Linked DNA regions of Gossypium raimondii: region 1 is linked to region 2. Evidence: chromatin contacts called from public Hi-C data. All regions are on one chromosome and are shown on one strand. Each heading gives the region's core, a stretch centred on a gene start, on an enhancer-like site or on the middle of the called end of the contact. The rest is flanking DNA. Distances are from core to core; before and after follow the strand shown. Region 1 holds the start of LOC105791830 (arabinosyltransferase XEG113). Region 2 has its middle 7.6 kb from the start of LOC128042943.

Region 1 (3,443 bases), core at 536-3,035, 110 kb after region 2:
AGAAATTGGCGGTCAACCATAGCAATAAATAACATGAAAACTTTGAAAACCTCTTTTTTTTTATTTTCCAATAGATATACCCAAATAGCACGAGAAAAATCATCAACTAATGTCAAAAAACAATGAGATCCACAAGATGAAGGAGTGTCATAAAAACCCCATAAATCACAATGAACTAACTCAAAAATACGAGTGGCTTTTTGTTCACTAATTGGAAAGTTATTTCTAGCCTGCTTAGCACGATGACAAATTTAACATGTTTTATTTAGATTATCTCTAGAGTTACTAACATAAGGAAGTAATTTTACTACTTTCTCGCAAGGGTGACCCAATCTTCTATGCCAAAGTTCCAAAGAGGATGAAGCTTCAATTGAAACCACTTTGACCATCGAAACATGCCGGAAGTAGTAAAGTCCATCTCATCTCTCACCCGCTCCAATCAGCTCCCTCGAATGAAGGTGAATAGCATATATGTTAGTAGAAAATTGGACAAAACAGTTCATATCATCATTCAACTAGGAAACCAAATTAAATTACAGTTTAATTTAGGAATGTAAAGAACGTGTTTTAATTGAATTTTGTCCTCAATTTAACCATTCCTTCTTGGGTAGCCACCATTGTTTGGCCATCAGAGAGTCCTATGGAACATGCTACAACATCTCTCACATTCGTCAAACACATAAGATCACTCGTAACATGATTTGAACACCCCGTATCAATAATCCAATTATTCTTGGACTTACCATTCAACCGAGTGGAAGTTGATTGTTTATTACCAAACACCGCTAAAAGAGACTACTATTGTTCAACGGTAAAACCAGGAAGTGTCGCCCTCCTTGGTGGTGATGGAGGAGGAGAAGACTCGCCGCCAAGCATTTAGAATGATGAAAGAAAAAAAATTGTGTCAAAAACCTTGCTCAGATGCCACTTGAATTTTATTGATAGACCTTAAGGATATATATATCTATACAATAGTAGCTACGTAGGAATCAAATTGCTAAAAGATAATATCCTATAATATCCATTATGAATCAAATTGCTAAGAGATAATATCATATAATAATATCCTAACACTTTTAAATAATTTCTTTTTCACATGTGCGCAAAAAGATCAGTTTACTTATTTTTTTTACTCGAAGAAAAAATGCAATATAGAAATTATTATGGTATTTTTACTTAAATATGTATAGTTACATCTCTCATTTCTCACCTCCTCTTATTCAAATTTAGAATGAATTTTTTGGTGTTGTAAAATATTTAGAATGGTTTGTTTTATATGCTAAGATGAACTTTCCTTTAATTTTTCTAATCTACCAATTATATCACCTTTCCAACTTTTTATTCCCTTTACTTTTACAAATAAAATTTAATTTTACGTAGATTAATTAAAAATTTCTTGAAAATCCCTGAGTGTGAACCGAGGGGGTTTTCACTCTAGTGAAATATTTGTTATTTTGTAAGCAAAATGAAATTTTCATTGACTAAAACATGTATCAAATGAAGGGATTGTAAAATGTTTTCCAAGTAAAAACCAAGCCATAATCCCACAAAATTCGGACAAGATTCTGAAATGTTGTCCATCACCAAGCTCTGCTCTGCACCAGACACCCTGATCTTAAAACCACTTATCGCTTGCCATTTTGTGTATGACTCAATAGAAATCTATTCTCTTCTATGTTGTTGTAAATTTTATATAGTCCTTATGCCAGCTTGCCACATGGTAAATTCTAAAATAATAGTAATGACTGATTTGTGATATAAATAAAAGACAATGGGCTGGGAAAGTTGACCAAGCTATAACCTACAGCTCTTACATAACAAGTTGCTACAGCTATTGAATTTGATCTGAAAACTCCTAAATTAAACATGGAGTCCGGACTACTATAATCGAAACCCCCTTTCCTTTGTTTCGCATTTTCATCCTGAAAAAATTCAACGCCAAAAAGAGATCAAGTTGGAACCCACAGCAAAGATGGGGGGATGGAGAAACGCAGTTCAAGAGGCTGCTGCTTCTAAACCGCTGTTTCTGACGATATACACCACCATTATCGTGGGGATAGTGGCGACTTCTTTTTATGTGTTCTCCGCCATTTACTCTCCATCCGCTCCCACCAGCACCCAGTCTATCTCTACTTCTTGGCTTTCCTCCCCTCCTCTCTCCCAAAGTACGCTCCTTGTTCTTTTTTCTTTTGTTTTTTAATTTAAGCTTCTATGTATGTACAAATGGCTGATCATATGTTATTAGAACAACTGAGTAAACATTGTTTTCGTTATTGGATCCTAATCAAAATGGAATATTGCTAATGGGTTTTTGTTAGTTTGACTTTTTGTTTGTATGTTAGACCCTTTCTTCCCCTAGCTTCTTTTATGGAATTATGTTGCAATTTTGAAGACTTTCTTTGATACCTTTTATTATGATGTTCTGTTCAGTACATCAACTTCACTCTTTTAGCATTTGCTTTACCATTAGTCAATTACATGATTTTATTAACTGATGTCCTCAAATGGTAGATGGTGGTTCTAATTTCAGTAACAACATTTCTCAACCAACAGACAAAGCATCACAACCTGGTAGCAACCAGTTGAAAACTATATGGGAGGCTCCGCCTAGTAATTCGAAAATGCCACCTTTGGAGTCCTTTAAATTAACAAAAGAACTGGTTGGAGAAAGGGCGAAAGACAATGTCATTATTGTCACCTTTGGCAACTTTGCGTTTATGGATTTCATCTTGACTTGGGTTAAACACTTGACGGATCTTGATGTTTCTAATCTTCTTGTTGGTAAGTTGTTAAAATCTTCCTGCAGTTAACTGTGCTTAAAAGTGGACAATGAATTGGAATCGTTGTGATTTAGGTGCTATGGACACCAAACTGTTGGAGGCTTTGTATTGGAAAGGTGTTCCAGTATTTGATATGGGCAGCCATATGAGCACAATAGATGTTGGATGGGGCTCTCCTACATTTCATAAAATGGGGAGAGAGAAAGTATTACTTATAAATGCTATACTTCCTTTTGGTTATGAGCTATTGATGTGTGATACAGACATGGTGTGGCTCAAGGTACTCCCTTTCCTATCCAGATCAAGTTTTTCTTTGTTGTTTACATGACACTAAGCTATAGTTTGATTGTTTCACTTTTTCTTCCCTTAAATTGGATAAGTTTTATTTTATTACAATGCTATCATACTGTGGAAGAATATGGATTTCTCTGATTCTATAAGAAATAAAATTTCAGTGAGAAATACTAGTTTTTCCTGGCGGTTGCATTTGCTTTGTGTGTACTTTTATTGGCTTGTGTAATGCTTCTTACTCTGCTGTCATCATTTCTTTATATTTTAAATCATGATCCTTAATGGTCACTTCAGAAGATATACATTAAAGTCATACTTGATGTGGCTTGCCCCTTTCCACAGGATCCGCTTCCATATCTTGCTCAGTACCCT
Region 2 (3,603 bases), core at 1,059-3,558:
CTATCTAGCAATCAGTTCGGTAGTTTTTAAGTATTTTGGCCAAGGTTAATAATGACATGTATAGGTTATTTTGTAATGGTATTTATTGAATGTGTTAATGTAAGTTTTGGTATGTTTAAGCCTTTAAAGTTATGTTGGTTTGGTGTACTTTGATGCCTTCCAAAGTTATGTCATATTGGTCACTTTCAAGTGCTTGTAAATAAGGTTTTTTGGTATGTTTTGATGGATTGAAAATGGCCATGTGTGGTAGTTAATTGAACTAGGTTATTATGCTTGGAAAATGGAAAATTTTGCATGTTTTGGTAATTGATGTTTTAATACAATTGTGGTGCATTTGAATGGCATATTGGTTAGGTGATTTAGGTTGTTTGATATGGTATGTTTGTGTGAATTTGGATGGTGTTTGAATCCCTTGATTGTGTGCTCAAATGGTTTGAATGGTTAGTTATGAAATGGATTTGAAATGGCTTGTTTTTAGGTAAATTTTGGATTCACACAGCCTAGGACACAGGCTGTCACACAACCGTGTGACCCTTATTTTCCAAATTTTGTAACTTTTTCTTAAACTTCCTGTTTTATTTCAAATTAGTCCCGAATCACTTCCAAGCTATGATTAAGGCCTCGAAGGCTCGATTTAGGGACAAAATGCATGTGAATGAATGGTTTATTATATGTTTAATTTATTTAAATGTTATGATGTTAAGTGTTTTCCGATTGTACGGTAATGCTCCGTAACCTTAATTCGGCGACGAAGACGAGTTAGAGGTGTTACAAAATTTTCCATTCATTTTGAGATGATTTGACAAAATAAAATACAAGTTTAAGGAGTTAAAACATGAAAAATTAAATAACAAACTAAAACGATTTTTATTTTAAAATTGGAAGACCAAAAAGATCATTATGTCTTATCTATCTTTTACGAAAAGAGAGAGGAGGTTTTAATATCTCCTAATTAATATCTGTAGTTGATTTAATTATTATTTAATACAAGTATATATTAAAACAAAATAACTTTATTAATTTAAAATTTTTAAAGTGTATACGTAGTTACCTTTTGTAGTTTTGAAGTTTACACTTTTATATAATATAAAATATATTATTAAGTCTTTGGTTAAATTGGTTTGTAAAAAGAAAATTAAAATCATTCTTTTAATAAGCAACAAATAGTAGGGTTTTGAAAGAATAACATTTTGATAAATAAGAGACGACATGTAACCTTTTGTTAAAATATTATAATTTTCAATATTATTAAACATACATATTTAATTACTTATATTTAACTATATAATAAATTATTAATATAATTTATTATTTTAATAAATTATTTAATATTTTTATTTTATTTTAATAATAAATATCTATTATAATTATAAATATATTAACAATAAATACTTTTTAATCTAAAAGTTAAAATATGTCATAAGTCCAATTTTTTTTTTTTGCTCAATCAATATAACGATAACAAAAAAAGAAAGACGTTGGAGAAATCCAACCTCTTACAAAGACGACCAGATTACAAAACACCCATAGTAGCCTTACACACTAAAGAACAACATGAAATGAAGTAACCAACTACAACTCAAACAATCACAAAAATCGCCACCAAGCTTTAAACAACGAAGATCTCCTAAAACTTGCTTTTGCCCATACAATTGCCTTGACGGATTATAATTACGAGTTGAACCTACAACAGTTTATTAAAACCACAGACAATACCAATGACTAGATTCCACAACATCCACGGTTTATAGCTCCAAACCAACAACCACTTCAGAACAACACACAAGTCAAACTCAATAACTAGAGGAACTTTCTCATGCCATCCCTTACTATAAAACATCTTCACGGCTATTTTTATGGCTCTTGCCTCAGCCATTACCAATTTCGTAACTTCAATCGACCTAATGAACATCACGTAGGCTGCTCATTTATTGTCTCTCAAAACCCACCACAACCCACTTCAACATTCATTACAACACCTGTGACATTGAACTTCATTCCCCTAAGGGAAGGTGGAGTCCATAGAAAAATATTCTCGGTTGACTATGCTCCTCAATGAACTACAATTCTTAGGCCAACACCACTAATATCATTCAAAAATTGAAAGTCATCATGAGCCGTTCTTGCCTCAACATGATGTCAAAATCGATATCAACCATAATATTTTATGGAGTCCTATCAACTTCACAATTCAACATAGCGAAATGAAATCATCAAAACACCCAACAAGTTTTCATTGAAAACCCCACCAATGGCAACGAAGTTCCCGACCAATGATATCAACCTGCTCAATTACTTTTTTTCGGATCCAATAACAACCTAGAGAAAATATCCTCCCGTTGAACCTCACTCAACGCATTAAAGACGCCTCCAATGATCCCTAGGCTATCAAATGAGTTCTTTAACTCTAGAATATCCCTAAACTTTCAGTCCATGTACTTTTTTTTCAAGAATCTAATCCCTGTACTTTTATTTTCAAGAATTTAGTCTCTCTATTTTACAGATTTTAAAATCAAGCCCAATTGTTAACCTTATTAAATTTGTTGGTCAATTTTGTTGATGTTACGTTTTAAATAAAAATACTTAATTAGTAGTCATGTAACTAAAAATAATGTTGTAATGACCTTAAATTTAGCAAAATATTTTAACATATGCAAAAATAATGTAAAATATAAATTTATAAATATAAAGTAAACTCAATTAAACAATGAAAATATAAGAAAATATCAAATATCGTTTGTTTTATTGAAAACAACTTTTATGAAATATTTTCAAGAAATTTATCAACACAACAGAAAATATTTTACACAGATTCATCAAAAAACAAAAAATATTAACCTTTTAAAAAACTCAACTTTTATCAACTTCAATTTCTATCGTACGACAGGTATTTTAATAAAGCTTGTGGAACACATAAATGCTGCCCCCAATATATGGAAGGGGCTTTACAAAGTCAATAGGAAAATAAGGAAGATTGAGTTTTGTTCTTATGTTATAAAAGTTGCTAATTTTAGAATGTGATCATTGGATCATGTGCAATCTTATGTAACTTAATTTTCTATATTAGGGTTCAGTATTAAACTACTCACATATAGCTACTTTGAAGCGTAGTTAATGCTTGCCATGCATGTGCTTTTTGATGTCCTCCCGTTGACATTAACAAGAAGGATATTTCGTAAACGTGAACAGACTCGTAGCCTCTTACTTTTAGTTCTAATTTCAAAGAAAAATTTATAGTGATATAAAATAGAAGATCTTGTAATTGTGTGATAATTCCTCCATCTTCTCTTGAATTAGAGGCAAGCCATAGCCCATAACTCGAGCAACATAGTGGTTCTCACTTATAAGGTATGTCCAATATCAGGCTGATTTGGATTGGATTTGCTAAAATTTAATGAATTTTAAATAATAACAATTTTATTCTTTTTTATATTTAATTTTTTAATTAAAAATAATAAAAACTAAAGTATTTTAAGTATTGTTAAATTGTGTTACATTCTTAAACATATTCTTTTCTAAATTAGAGGTAGGATTACAACTCAAATTACAAATAATATATTAAGCCATTTTCGCATCAAGGCGCAGCTTCTACCTGCCAAAGTT

What was found. Hi-C and Micro-C count contacts between places; a contact is called where the count stands out from the background.
Region 1: a contact with region 2 is called in a Hi-C map of leaf, with 2.8 times the contacts expected there. The contact joins the promoter of LOC105791830 here to the enhancer-like site in region 2. A contact is called at or near these places in 2 of 2 Hi-C or Micro-C datasets (both in leaf).

What each region holds. Positions count from the first base shown.
Region 1 is chr8:48,839,285-48,842,727 of ASM2569854v1, forward strand. LOC105791830 (arabinosyltransferase XEG113) reads left to right here and starts at 1,786. Exons shown (of 13, transcript XM_012620074.2): 1 at 1,786-2,165; 2 at 2,554-2,781; 3 at 2,855-3,060; 4 at 3,414-3,443. The coding sequence starts at 1,973.
Region 2 is chr8:48,732,198-48,735,800 of ASM2569854v1, forward strand. No RefSeq gene overlaps it. Among protein-coding and RNA genes, the nearest start is that of LOC128042943, 7.6 kb to the left of the region's middle. Within about 2 kb of position 2,309, the one cell type or tissue checked has open chromatin away from gene starts, as enhancers often do. A contact at or near this core is called in leaf, where this site is marked.